5 separate regions of the Mus musculus genome follow, and regions 2, 3, 4 and 5 are each linked to region 1. The links are chromatin contacts, called in public promoter capture Hi-C maps. All regions are on one chromosome and are shown on one strand. The core of a region is the stretch at or near the end of the contact, and the rest is flanking DNA. Distances in the headings are between cores, read along the strand shown.

Evidence for each region. Promoter capture Hi-C pulls out the DNA fragments that hold promoters and counts their contacts.
Region 2: a promoter capture Hi-C map of pre-B cells shows a contact between it and region 1, with 3 times the contacts expected there. The contact joins the promoter of Ppat here to the promoter of Dancr in region 1. A contact is called at or near these places in 2 of 39 promoter capture datasets (the C10 cell line and pre-B cells).
Region 3: a contact with region 1 is called in a promoter capture Hi-C map of pre-B cells, with 4 times the contacts expected there. The contact joins the promoter of Aasdh here to the promoter of Dancr in region 1. A contact is called at or near these places in 1 of 39 promoter capture datasets (pre-B cells) and 1 of 9 other capture datasets (liver).
Region 4: a promoter capture Hi-C map of pre-B cells shows a contact between it and region 1, with 5 times the contacts expected there. The contact joins the promoter of Exoc1 here to the promoter of Dancr in region 1. A contact is called at or near these places in 1 of 39 promoter capture datasets (pre-B cells) and 1 of 115 datasets of contacts at active chromatin or transcription factors (astrocytes).
Region 5: a contact with region 1 is called in a promoter capture Hi-C map of pre-B cells, with 4 times the contacts expected there. The contact joins the promoter of Srd5a3 here to the promoter of Dancr in region 1. A contact is called at or near these places in 4 of 39 promoter capture datasets (the C10 cell line, hippocampal neurons, liver and 1 more), 2 of 115 datasets of contacts at active chromatin or transcription factors (astrocytes and embryonic forebrain) and 1 of 9 other capture datasets (adipose tissue).

What each region holds. Positions count from the first base shown.
Region 1 is chr5:74,091,743-74,094,343 of GRCm38.p6, reverse strand. It overlaps Dancr (differentiation antagonizing non-protein coding RNA), which reads right to left and starts at 1,284. Exons shown (of 1, transcript NR_145133.1): 1 at 7-1,284. Snora26 (small nucleolar RNA, H/ACA box 26) reads right to left here and starts at 814; the gene lies at 694-814.
Region 2 is chr5:76,950,263-76,952,863 of GRCm38.p6, reverse strand. Ppat (phosphoribosyl pyrophosphate amidotransferase) reads left to right here and starts at 1,286. Exons shown (of 11, transcript NM_172146.2): 1 at 1,286-1,907. The coding sequence starts at 1,780. Paics (phosphoribosylaminoimidazole carboxylase, phosphoribosylaminoribosylaminoimidazole, succinocarboxamide synthetase) reads right to left here and starts at 1,562. Exons shown (of 9, transcript NM_025939.3): 1 at 1,029-1,562. The coding sequence starts at 1,044. It overlaps LOC115486295 (a long non-coding RNA gene), which reads left to right and starts at 1,914. Exons shown (of 2, transcript XR_003955939.1): 1 at 1,914-2,601.
Region 3 is chr5:76,904,173-76,906,773 of GRCm38.p6, reverse strand. Aasdh (aminoadipate-semialdehyde dehydrogenase) reads left to right here and starts at 1,298. Exons shown (of 16, transcript NM_173765.4): 1 at 1,298-1,351; 2 at 2,394-2,565.
Region 4 is chr5:76,527,985-76,530,585 of GRCm38.p6, reverse strand. Exoc1 (exocyst complex component 1) reads right to left here and starts at 1,275. Exons shown (of 19, transcript NM_001289770.1): 1 at 1,124-1,275.
Region 5 is chr5:76,138,982-76,141,582 of GRCm38.p6, reverse strand. It overlaps Srd5a3 (steroid 5 alpha-reductase 3), which reads right to left and starts at 1,310. Exons shown (of 6, transcript NM_020611.4): 1 at 1,035-1,310. The coding sequence starts at 1,255.

The DNA of each region.
Region 1 (2,601 bases), core at 35-2,534:
AAGCCATAGAATTGACACAGGAAGCCTTTATTAAAGATTATGGAAAATTACTCATAGGCAACAATATACAGGTTAACACACCTCAATTGCTAGCACGTGACTGGTTACTAGCAAAGAACTTGTCCTAACGAAGTCCAGATACATTCTAATGATCTAGCATGAAATCTTTGCATCTTTAAAACGGCGAGCATGTCATAGCCATGCAGATCTGATTCTAGGGCAGTGGGACATGAAGAAGGGGTGGGGCAGGATCCTAGTACATTGATTAAAATCTTTAGCAAACTACCTTCAGGGTAATCAGTTACAAGGCCATTCAAGGAAACTCACATGGCCCTCACTTCACCTATTTCAGCTTCGATACTAATCCTAAAGTGGAATACAGGCAAACCTGGTCACTACATGCAAGAGTACTTCACCTTGGAGCCATTCAGTCACGGGTTTCTTGTAGTTTTCAACCTATGAAAGAATAAAAATGTTTCACATAAGTGGAACATACTCAACTATATCCTTTCCAGCTGACCTAAAATCTCACTTCTAGAAAAGCAAATGTATTCTTGTCTTCTGAACTTTCTCCTCCAACCAAATTAAACCAGGTAGGCTACGTTTTCTTTTCTTTAAAATCCTATATCACTACCTAGCAATCGCCAGAACCTAAAATGCGCACATTCAAGTTTTAAATGAAGCTTTTGGTTCATTTGTGACTCCAGACAGGATCCAAAGAGGAGGTGTAGTTTTCCTCTCTGGGTTTTATGGAGAGTTCCTTTACCCTTCTGTGTTAGCCTCTTAAAGTACTGCGACAACCTTAAAAGGGCACAGGAAAGGGCGACTGGGGAGGCCCGGCGCAGCTCAACAAAGACAGGCCTGGAACCTCCGTCTTCTCGGCCACGTGGCCAGGGCCTGCCTCCGATCAATGCCGGGACGTACCTGCGCTTGTGTCCGAGGCAGCAGCACGGCTGGGCAGTGGGGACCGGCTCGGGTGGATCGGCCTGCAGAGGGAAAGGGCGGTGGTCAGGGTGCCCGGGTCGGACGGCACAGAGGACTTTGTGTCTCGCGCAGCCCCGGGCTGGACACTGCCGCCCGCCCCGCGGGCCGCTGAGAACTGCTCTACCCCTCCGTTCTGGCCGCCGGGAGCAGCTGAGCTCGGGGCGGGCAAAGCTCGAGGGGACACGGGGACATCCTGACACCCTCCCACGAGGACACTCACCACCAAGGCCGGGACCGAAAGACCGAGCCGCTGCGCGCTGCGTTAATACAGCCATCCGGGAGAGGGGCGGAGCTGCCCCCCCCCCCCGAGACCTGCAACCAATCAGAGGGCCGCTTGGAGGGGGCAGAACAGGAAAAGGAGAGCAGCCAATCGTCAGAAGGATTGTAGGCGTGGCTGGTATGGGAAGCCAATCGTCGGGACGTTTCGGACCCGGTAGGGTGGGGCCGTTGACTTCCAGCAGCAGGTTCTCCACCCACTGCGGTGTTGGAAGCGTTGAGGCTGTGCTCAGTGGAAACCTTCCTTTCCTGAAGCTATGCCGGTGCTAGGTGTGTTCCGACTTAGATCCCTTCTTGTTCAGCTAGTTCACTCCCAGGGCCCCTCCTTAACCCTGAGAGGAGCTGCCTTTTTCTGTGTTCCTGGAGAGTAATATCAAGGAGAAATGTTGCTGGAGATGTGAGGCAGTTAGTTCTCAACAGAGCTCTACCACAGAGCTACCTCCTCAGCCCGTACCATTAATTTTGAGTCAGAGTCTCTCTTAGGTGCCCACACTGCTTTCTAACTTACTGTGTAGCTAGTTCAGGGTATTCATCAAACTTGTTATCCTCAGTGCTACGTGCTAGGATTGCTGGCATGCATGCCACTCTCCACCTAGGCTATACCTTTGTCTTGTTTTTAGTGGTCCTGGGTTAAAAGTAGAGCCTGGCGTCTCAGATCCCAAACCCTTTTATTACTTTGAAACTAGGTCTCACTAAATTTCCCAGACAAGACTGGAACTTTCCGTCCTTCTGCCTCAGCTTCCTGAGTAGAAGGGACGACAAATTTTCACCACCAGGCCTGGATATGTGCTTAACTTATTTTAATGAGAATTTCCACGGTCTGAGATGATTTTATTGGCAAGGTTTTTAAAATAATAATAATAATAATAATAATAATAATAAAATTATTTTTTTAATTTGAAGAAATTAAATTTCCAAACTTATATTAAAACTAAAAATGTTCAAAGAGCCACGTGCCTGCGTTCTTCTCTCGGCTAAAAGCCAGCCATTCATTCCAGACCTGGCGCATCTATCGTCTTGGTCTGTTGGGGGAGGGGGGGTATTTTAAAGCAAATCTCAAGCTTGGTTTGTTTCACCTCTTAATATTTCAGTATTTATTTCAAAAGAAAAGAGGCCATCTTGCCTGAGGACAATGCCAATGTGATTGCTAGAATAAACAGCCGCTCCAAGTTCACAGCAAGACTATTCTGATACAATGTTACTTTACAATGAGTTCGTTTGAATAAGGACTCTAAGTCTATTCATCATGCTCGCCTGTGTTTCTTTACAGCCACTTTTAGTCTAGATAAAAAAAATGATGACCTGCTTTGTCAACTTGCTTTGACTTTTTAGATAACTTTT
Region 2 (2,601 bases), core at 37-2,536, 2.9 Mb before region 1:
TCATGTGTACTCCTGCTTCAAGACAGGCCCTGGCTTCTGTGCATCTGTACTCAAGTGCACACAACCACGGATACAAAACCAACAAAGTAAAATAGAAGCCAGAGAGATTGCTCAGCAATTAAGAACACTCCGATGTTTTACAGTGCACCCAGGTCCAGTTCCCAGAATCTATAGGGTAGTTTACAGCCATTCAAAATTAAACTATAGATATGAACACCTTCTTCGGACCCTTGTCAGCACAGGGCCACATCAGATGTGGGGAAGAGGTTAGATTCTAAGATTTTTACTAGTTTAGAAGTACTGGCGCTGTGGATTGTCTCAGAAAAAGTCTGGCCCTAATTCCCAATTTTATGGAGCTGTACTACCTATAAACTTCAGGGTGGTTTTCATAGGTGGGAAAGAATGTTGGAGTGCCCACAGGATCTGCTTCCTTATTAATCTAGAAACTTGTGTTGTTCCAAGACAGTGTTTTGTTAGTGGATAAAGTAACTTTGCACTCTCCACACCCATATCCTAAGGGTGTTACTAGCCCACGCCCACAATCCCAAATTCCAGGGATTGCAAAGAAGCATCTGATCAAAAAATTTTGGACCTGTTTTCAAACACTTTAAACTACGAAACTTGCAGTAAAGGAGATTATTGGCATATTAACTTTACCAGAATAAACAAAAACCCTGATAGATTTTCTTGGTTGTTTATCTGCTTATTACAAGGTTTCTAGGCACTTGGTTAGTTTCTGGCCATTTCACCTTCAGAGTACTTTCCCACTCTGCTACTTTCCTTCCCGTCCCGGGGCCTTCTTTTGGCTATTTAAATAGGCTCTGGGTGCTTAAGAGTTTAACGCACGTCTTCCAGCGCCTGGACCATGTGTGCAGGCTCCGGGCCCCAGGCGCCGTCTTGGGGAACCCGATCAGGCACTTTGTCGGAAGGCCTGCATCCGACCTCGGGGCCGCACGTGTATGCGTCAAGCCTGCTAGCTCTCTGACGGAGGGCTGGGGGACCCTAGGGTCCGAAAGCAAGTTACTCACCTACGGCTGTCGCCATTATCCGAGGTGAACTAGAGGAGCAGACCGCGCGGGAAAAAAGGGCAGTGTTCTGGAAAACAAGGGCGACCACAGGATCAGAGGGCGGGAAAGGGAGGTGCAATATCAAGGACACGCCCTAGCCCCACAGCCCACCGGCGAACCCGAAGTACCGGGCTGGCTGTGCTTGGGGCTGGAGTCGTGTCCCCAGGCTTCCCGCCGCGCAGGCGCGCTGACGCGACCCCGCTTCCGGGCGGCCCCTCCCCGCAGGCAGCCAAAAAGTGGCGCGCATGCTGCAAGGCCCCCGCTGGCCGGAGAGGTTTCTGGGTTGGAGCGGACCAAGTCCTGACGGCCGGGGGACGGCGTGAGACCAGGGGGCACGAACGGCTCAGGTTTTCTGAGGGACCCACGCGATCAGCTGCGCCACTCTCATCACCTACTCCTTGGGCGCGGGAAAATAACGGAGCCTCCCACGTGCAGAGAAAGTAGCGATCCTGACCTCGGCCTCCTCCCCACCTCTTTGACTCCGTAGCCCCGCCCCTCTCTTTGCCCTAGCTGATTGGCGGAGAGCGGGAGGCAGAACTGGTCACGCCCCTTCTATGAAGCGCGCCGCCGCAGTAGCGAGAACCTAGCCCGCCCGGGAAGGAGGCAGTCAGTAGCGCGAGCCTCTTGAGGCGTTCGATAGCGGAGCGGACAGCTGGTTGGTGCTTGGACCACGCCGCGGCAGCAGGTCCCTCCACGTGCTTTCCGAGGCGCCATGGAGCTGGAGGAGTTGGGGATCCGCGAGGAATGTGGTGTGTTTGGGTGCATCGCTTCTGGAGACTGGCCCACGCAGCTAGATGTGCCGCATGTGATCACTCTGGGACTCGTGGGGCTACAGCACCGGTGAGCAACAGGATGGAGGGGTGGGGGTGGAATGGCAAGTATTTGCACAGTTCCACGAGCCGCTTCCCAGCTCTGTGCTACGGGGAACGCAAGACAATGAGGGTGGATCATGACTGGGAAGGGGGGATCAGGGCTAGGAGGGTGAATCTCGAGAATCAAGTCAAGTACCTACTCAGGATATTGACCAAGTGGGGGTGGGGTACACTTTGCCTGCATAGACTTTAACTTAGGCTGTCGCGTTGCTCCCGAGTGCTCTTTACAGGTTAGCTCCCAAGAATGTGCATCTCTCGTCGCGGGTTAGTTACTCTGGAGTTTGCTTTCACTAGCCAGGTTGGGAAGGGACCGTTCAGATCTCCTTGAAACTAGAACTGTTCTAGAGATAAGCTTCTGTAGGGTGGTGGTGCTGAAGGTCCTGCAACACTTGAAGGTTTTTCTATTTGTTGTTGTTTTGCACGGGGCCTCCTGCTTGCAAGAGCTTTGTTTGCAAGGGCAGAGCTACTGAGCAGATTTGTCAGCCTGAAAGCAGTTAGAGGTTTGGAGATCGTGAGTTTAAAAGTAGTTATAGCTATGAGAAATTGGGAGATGCCTTTGGGGCAAACAAAGAAAAAAAGACCTTTGCCTCCATAATTTGTTTCTTGACTTCACTGACAGTATTATGGAAATAATACAAACTAGGGTTTTGTCTCTCTTCAAA
Region 3 (2,601 bases), core at 49-2,548, 2.8 Mb before region 1:
TTCCTGCACTGTTTGGAGGGACAGATGAGAAGGCAGATCTGATTCCATGACAGGCTTCAAATTAGCAGTTTAGGAGACTAGGCCTAAGGTCAGGCAAATCAGTTACTAGAAGAAGAAGAAAAAAAAAGGCTTCAGGCAGTTAGTCAGAACTGCCCTGATATCTGAGACTGCCTGGCCACCTAGCCTGAGGTAAGGACAATGGGTCAGCAACAGTTTCCAGACTTCCTCTACAAAGATTTCTAGACTTCCCAGTAACAATGCCTAGAGATAAGTAAGATAAAGCTCTCCTACCCTGGAATTCCAATGTGCTTTCAATGGAGCCTGCGAGCTCATTTGCTTTTACTCTGTGTCTTTGTAATGGGGACGACCCCACCATGCTGAGCTACAGAATAAAACACACTTTGTGTTTACATACTATTTGAGTCCAGGGTGTCATTCTTCATGGACCCTTACAAGCTTCTGTTTTCCAGCAGATAAGGACACACTCCTTTGTTTTTTAAGGCACTGTATGTAGATAGTGCTTAGCCACTTCCACCTCTCCCCCCAACAGGAACCAAGACAAAAATCCCATCTTTCCTCTCTGCGAGGGCACAGTAACTCACCACAGTGGTGACCCTTCCCATTTATTGTAATAATTGTGCCATCGGAAAAACACACATCCAGGCATACAGTGGCTTTAGGGACTGCTGTTGACCTCAGACAGGCCTGGGTTTCCTCATAGGGAAGTGTTGTAAATAGCTGCAAACGCCAGTTAGGAGTTTCATTCTGACAGGGGGCTTCCCTGGCATACTTCACCGCTGCCATGACGGTCGCAACCAATCTTGAGTATGTTCCCAGAAGGTGTGGAGGGGATAAGCCAAATTTACTCGCCAATTAGGCGGTGATTACTTCACTTCAGCCTTTGGGATATTTCTACCCGCACTTTAAGGAACGAGGAGACTCCGGGTCTCGGAGATATGGCTCTGCTGTCAAGGAAGCTCACTGGCCATCCAGAGGTCCCTTCTAGGTCTCCAGCACCCATGTGGTGGCTCACAACCACCTGGGACTATGCTCCAGGGAATCATCGGCCCCTGCAGGCACACGGAACACTCAAATTCACGCAGACGCACAGGCATGTTGCCTGAAGCGTCACCTTCAGCGGCAGGGCTGAATCCGCACGGACCAAACCCGTTGGGCCAAACGCGGCGGAGACCTGTGCGCCACGTCTGGGCGGAGCCCCGTAGGCGAGAGCCCGCCCCCCGACGCTGGAGTGACGTCACGGGCGCCCGAAGATGACGCAGAGGTCCGTTTTACGGCTGCTGAGCGTCTGCGGCTGGGCTAGGAAGTGCACGCCACGCGCTGTCGTGAGAAGGTGGGGCGGGAGAGCGCGGGCGACCCGGGGAGACTTTGTGAGCTGCCGGACCCCAGCTTGGAGCGGCTGTGTGGGTCACCTCGGTCACCTGCTGCGCCACCTCTTAGCGTGGTTCCGAGAGCCAACGAGAGGCTTTTGTGATTGTAATTAAGGTGGCTGCGTGAGAAGTATAAGATGCAGACGGATAATTTACCTATATATATAATGCCCAGTATAGGGAGAACCCTTAAGATCAGGATCTGTTGGTGATTAAATGGCTTTATTTACAGTTGTACATTACCGAGCTGCTAATCTTAAGGCTATAACACGAAATTTGCTTGCTAGGTCATCCCTTTTCATGGCTCACTTGTTTTTCTTTCCTTTTCTTTTTTTTTTTTTTAATTTAAAATTGTGCGTGTGTGCGCGTGCAGCATGGTGAAGAAACAAAAAGGACCTTTCGGAAGTGGGTTCTCTCCTTCCATTATGTGAGTCCCGTGATCACACTTAGGTTTTCTGGTGTGATGGCAAGTTAGTTTCTCCACTGACCCATCTCGATGGCCCAAGTCAGTCTGAAGGGAGGGGAGGGGGACAAAGACAGGGACAGAGACATAAAATTCAATGGCTGACATGAATATCTGGACAAGACTGAATTTTGCCACTGGGAGCTTTTAAATTCAAAGTAGAAAAACTCCTTAATTATAGATTTTGTGTGGTGAGTTTTGTAGCTAGTTATAAAAATGACATTTTAAGAACTAAGTTATAGCCGGGCGTGTTGGCGCACGCCTTTGATCCCAGCACTCAGGAGGCAGAGGCAAGCAGATTTCTGAGTTCGAGGCCAGCCTGATCTACAAAGTGAGTTCCAGGACAGCAAGGGCTACAGAGAAACCCTGTCTCGAAAAAACAAAACAAACAAAAAAAACCTAAGTTATAGTCTTGTTATTCTACTGCTGTGAATTATGTTAGTAGATTATATTTTCTTGTGAGAAAATAGCAGTTACACGTGCTTGCTTTTTAGAGAAAAGGCAGCTTTTAAACAGACTTTTTTTTTTTTTTTTAATTTTAGGTATAGCAGTGTTTTACCTGCATGTATGTAAGTGCACCATGTTCGTGCCTGGTGTCTTCAAAGGCTGTGGGATCAGCCAGAACTGGAACTATGGACTGTATTGAGCTCCCCAGTTGGGTGCTGGTATGGAATCTGTGTCTTCTGAAAGAACAAGGACGGTTTAACTCCTGAGGTACATCCCCAGGTTCAAACTAGATTTTTGTAAAAA
Region 4 (2,601 bases), core at 26-2,525, 2.4 Mb before region 1:
GCTCTTTTCATGTAAATGTATAGAGCCCTTACTGTATTTACGAGGCAAATGCTTGCTATCTAATGGGGACATGAGTGTCATCTCCTAGATCTCCACAGCCATCTCTTGAGTAGTAGGAGGAGGAGGGGTGCTCTATCACAGGTTTGTGTGTTGGGTACTCACTAACAAGCTCTTGGCGTAACCTGCTTGATTGCAATAGTAAAAGCTGGCCAAAAGAACCATTAGCAATGGCCAATATTCACCATAGTACATGGTAAACGGTAAAAACAGCAGAGGGCTGGTCATAACTCATGAAGGAATTAGACATAAGCATTGCTACTATATTGCTATATTATATTGCTAATATAAATATTGCTATTCACTAAGTGCCAGGCAGCACTCTGGGGTATAATGGAGAATCTTTAAGACATGAACGGGTTGACGTAGCATTGTGATAGTCAGTCTTCTTTGGATCTAGAGATGAATTCTCCAGTGTTTATACTGAACTTTACATTATGCCAGTATTATTAATAGTGGCCTTCACAACTATTTCCCAGGTCTAAAAACCACGCCCATATTCTGGGTTCTCTTTAGATCTTCGCCTTCTAAAACCTCAAGGCTGCCCGTTACAGAGGCAGCTAACCTCGGTTCATTGTGTACATACATACTTCCTTCAGCTTAATAGGGCCATCGTTACACTGTGTGTCCATGCTAGTGCCTTAGTGGGTTGGGCCCATGTACTGCAGTGACATCTCAACTCGGAGACATGTCATCCAGAAAAAAAAACTGTTCAGAGGCTGGGCAATGCACTTAGAAGATTTATAAGGACATGTTATATTGATTCGGACCAGCAGAAGCCCAGGTCACGTCTTTCTCTTCCAGGCCACGCTAGTAGGACAAAAATGAAATCTGTCCCGGATGGGCGGAACTGTGGACAGAGACTTGGCTGCCTCCCGGCTCCGCCTTTTCCCAGAGCCCCGGACAGCACCGGCTAAGGAAGGACGCAGCCCGGGTTCTGCAGCCCCGAAGTGGAGCAGGGTGGGTGGGCCGGGTCACTGGGGAGTGGCCGACCCGGCGCGGATGCAACACTGCCTCCACTTAGGCTACCACCTCCAAGACCGCAGGTCCCCGGCCGGAAGCTTACCGCGAGGCCAGCCGGCCGGCCGAGGTTGGTGCTCCAAGACGGACTCAGGAAGGGCGCCGGCAGCAATAGCAGCTTTGAAGCACTTTTCATTGAACAGGGAAAAGCAGCGGCCAGAACCCGCCACTTCCCGTATCCGGTCACGTGTCTCTCTGCACCGGAAGTTGACCCTGTGGAGCCGGAAATGGAGACAGTAGAGGAAAAACAGATTGGCCAATGGACTTGGAGGAGGCGGAACAGCGCTTTGATGGATGGGGCAGAGGCGGACTGTGGGCGTGGAAAAGACAGGGGCGGGGCTTGCAAGCACATAGGCCAGTGATTCTCAACCTGCGGGTCAAACGACCCCTTCCTTCATAGTGGTCATATAGCAGATATCCAATATATCAGATATTTGCATTACAATTGATAACAGTAGCAAAATTACAGTTTTAAAGTAGAAATTAAATAATTTAATAGTTGGGACCCACTGCAACATGAGGAAAGGTATTAAAAGGTTGCAGCATTAGGAATGTTGAGAACTGTTAGCATAGGCTGATTTGAGGAGTTGATAATGGTGATGTTTCCTTTTTGTAGACGTACCCATTCTAATATTTGTAGCAACTCATTTGAGAGCGCATTAAATGTTCTCTCCTGTGCATATGTAAAACCCTGCTAACTAGATTCTTGGAAGAACTTTAGTGAGTTAAGTCAGATTCTCTGGGATAGATGTCACTAGTACCCTTAAGTTCTGGACACTTAATTCCCATAAACAGCTTTGGTCATTTACCCACTTCATACTCTACCCTGACTGCACAGACCTTCTTCTTGGGTGTTTTTTTAGAAACTTCACCCATGCCACCTCACATCAGATACTGAAATAGAATCTTTGTTTTAAAGGTGATGCTTGCTTGTTTCAGTGTGAGAAACATAAATGATGCCGAGAGTTCGAGCTATAAGACAAGTGATTCATTTAGGCCGCATCCCTGGCAGGGATTGAGTGCTGCAAATTTTGATTTCCAGGTTAAAAAATAAAAATTAAAAAAAGCCATTCAATTTTTTTATACTGAAGGAGTTCGCAATGAGGTAGGACTAGAAAAGGTGATTGCGAAGTTAGGATAACATACTCTACCAGGATGGTTTTCTTTCTTCTTTTTTTCTTTGCTGTTTTTTTTCCATTTATTTATTTACTTTGCATGTGGATCTTAGCCTACCCCTCCTTCCAATTCTCACCCTCCTTCCCAGCCTCTCCCTCATTCTCTGCTTCCCTTCTCTTCTGAGAAGGGGTGGGGTGGAGACCTTCTTGGATACCAACCCACCCTGTGACATCAAGTCACTGCAGGACTAGGCACATAGGATGAATTTTTTGTTGTTGTTGTTGTTTTGTTTTTCGAGACAGGGTTTCTCTGTGTAGCCCTGGCTGTCCTGGAGCTCACTTTGTAGACCAAGCTGGCCTCGAACTCAGAAATCCACCTGCCTCTTCCTCCCAAGTGCTGGGATTAAAG
Region 5 (2,601 bases), core at 61-2,560, 2.0 Mb before region 1:
AAGGCAGACTTGAGTGTAGCAGCTGAGGAGTCCCATCCAGAGAGACTGAGTATAAGTGATTTTTAAGTGTGCTTTGAACTCTGGGGACACTAGAACCTCTCTCAAAAGTCAGAAAATAAATTGCTATATAGCATAAGGGATATAGGCCAATCAAACCCGAGGATAAGAGGACGGTAGGATGGTCTTAAAATTGGGCCTCTAAGGAAGAGTTCTTCCGGGTCTTAATCTCTTTACCATTCATTCTTCACAATGACATGGTACTCTGCTCTCACACTAACCCCCTGAAAGACCCCCTCCAACAGTCAGGACATAGCTGGGGCCAGTTGATAGCCCCACCGCCATCTGCAGAGGTGGGCAACGGCTACAGATTTCTAAAGCAATCTAGATGAATCCGTCAGAACCCATCACATTCCTTCCAATTCAATTCTAAATGCAAATGCGTGATGAATTTCATAAAAAAAAATGACACAGCTTTATTATCTAGAATACTGTGTTAAGATGACTTCTCCATCTACATACTGAATTCATCGTGGAGTTAAAAAAAAAAAAAAAAGAAAGAAAGAAAGAAAAGGAAAGGAAAGCCATGTGGCGGGTCTCACATATTCTCAGCGGAGTCCATATGTACCCCGGAAGATTTTAGTATTTCACAACTTGGTTACTGAGCCTTCCGGGATGGGTTGGGGCAGGGCATACTGGGCTAGTTTGCCAGAGCACCTGTGGAGATGCAGGTTAGTGATGTCTGCACAGCCCCAGGGGAGCACACTCTGGACTTCTTTCTTGACTGTGACAGATCGGGCTGAGAACTGCGGAAATCGAGGAAGAACTTGCCTCCAAGTCCATGAATTTCCACGACCTCAAGTTCTGGGGAGGGGAAGCGGAAAACTGGGGGTAAAGAAGTCAGGGCGGCTCCCTGGGGGCCGGGCCAACTTGAGATGCTCTGTCATTTCCGGGGACGGCTCGGGGACAGCCCCTGGCTCACGTGCCTGCGCCGCCTCTGTTGCCCCCTGCCGGGCGCGCCCCGCCACCGACGTTACCTCTTGGGGACATCGAAGGCCCTGCAGACGGCGGGGCGCCGCGAGCCGGACTGCTTGGTCTTCCCGTAGCGGAGCAGGTCCTGGAAGAGCGCGCAGCTCGGCAGCAGCCTGGCGGGCGCCAGCTGCAGCAGCAGCGCGAACAGGAAGGCGGCGGCCAGCGCCAGCCACAGCGTCCGCAGGGGGTTCAGGGCCGAGAGCTCAAACCCGGCCCACCCAGCCATAGCCCGGGAGCCGGCTACAGATGCGCGCCGCCGCGCCGCCCTCCTTCTCTCACCCCCTCCCTCCCTCCCGCCTCGGCGGCGCGCTTGGCGGTGACGCGGCTCCTGGGCGGGACGCGCGGCCCCGCCCCTGGCTAGGCGCTCAGGAGCTGGGTTGTGCTCCTGCTCACCTGGTTTGAGCAGGCTGCGCTTTAGACTTGTACTGCCTCTAATCTAATTCCGAGATGCAACTCCAACTTGAAGTTCTGCAGGAGCATGCGAGACCACGTGCTACAGTCCAAGTCTTGTAGAGATACGTTACACCTATTTATTAAGTGGAGTGGAGCTATGCCAAGAGGTGTGGGTGGGAGCCCAAGACAGCTTGGGGGGAATTGGTTCTCTCCTTCCACCATGTGGCGCTTCGGGGATCCTATTCTAGAGGTCAGGTTCTCACCAGCCTGTGTAAGTTTCTATAAACTTTGACTGCGGGATTACTGCTGCGAAAAAGTGTGAAGAGAAATTTTGGTTGAAGTACAGGCTGAATTCTTGGCTGGGTCCCTAGAGGGGGCCCCCAGGAGTCAAGATGCGAAGGATCTTAATACCACGCTGGTCTACCAGAAGCACCAGATTCATTAGCATACTCCAGATGGGGATCGCTGTAAATTCAGGGATGACCTCTGGAAAGACCTCGGTGAGGGAATTCTACACTTTGTCAACTGTAGGCTGGAGCTGCTCCGGCAAACTCTGGATTTTGGAGTGGAAAAGCAGAGTAATGCCCTCAATGGACCTACGTTTTTCACCCATCTGCTCCATGGACAAAGTGTTTAACTAGCTGTGTCTGCTGCCTTTATGGCTAGGAATGAAAAGATTTGGAAGACCTTTATGCACTCATTGGCTCGAGTCCATGGGGCAGTGGGGGTGAGGGGGAAGGCAAGGTATGAGACAGCAAATCTCCAAAAACCTCCCTCCACGGATCTGGCTCAGATGCTGTCTTTCAGGCATCAGTGGAAAACACCATCACGTGTTAGATGAAGGCCTGGTTCCCTGTTGACAGCTGCTTAGTGGTATTTCAGGCTATCGGGTCCTTGAGTAATGCAGGCTACTCAGAAAGGAGGAAGCAAATGGGATCCAATTGTGTACCCCTATAATACAAGTCTTTATCACAGCCTTGCTTTCAACAGAAAAATGACTACACCCCTAAATCTGCCTTGATGCGTTTAGCCAAATTATGGTACACTCCCATTTTCTCTCTTAAAAAAAAAAAAGAAAAGATTACAGAGTGGGGGAAAAAAAGAATACTTTTATTTATAGATTGTATGTGTGTGTGTATGTGTGACTGGCCCATCCATGTCAATAATCATTAATAATAT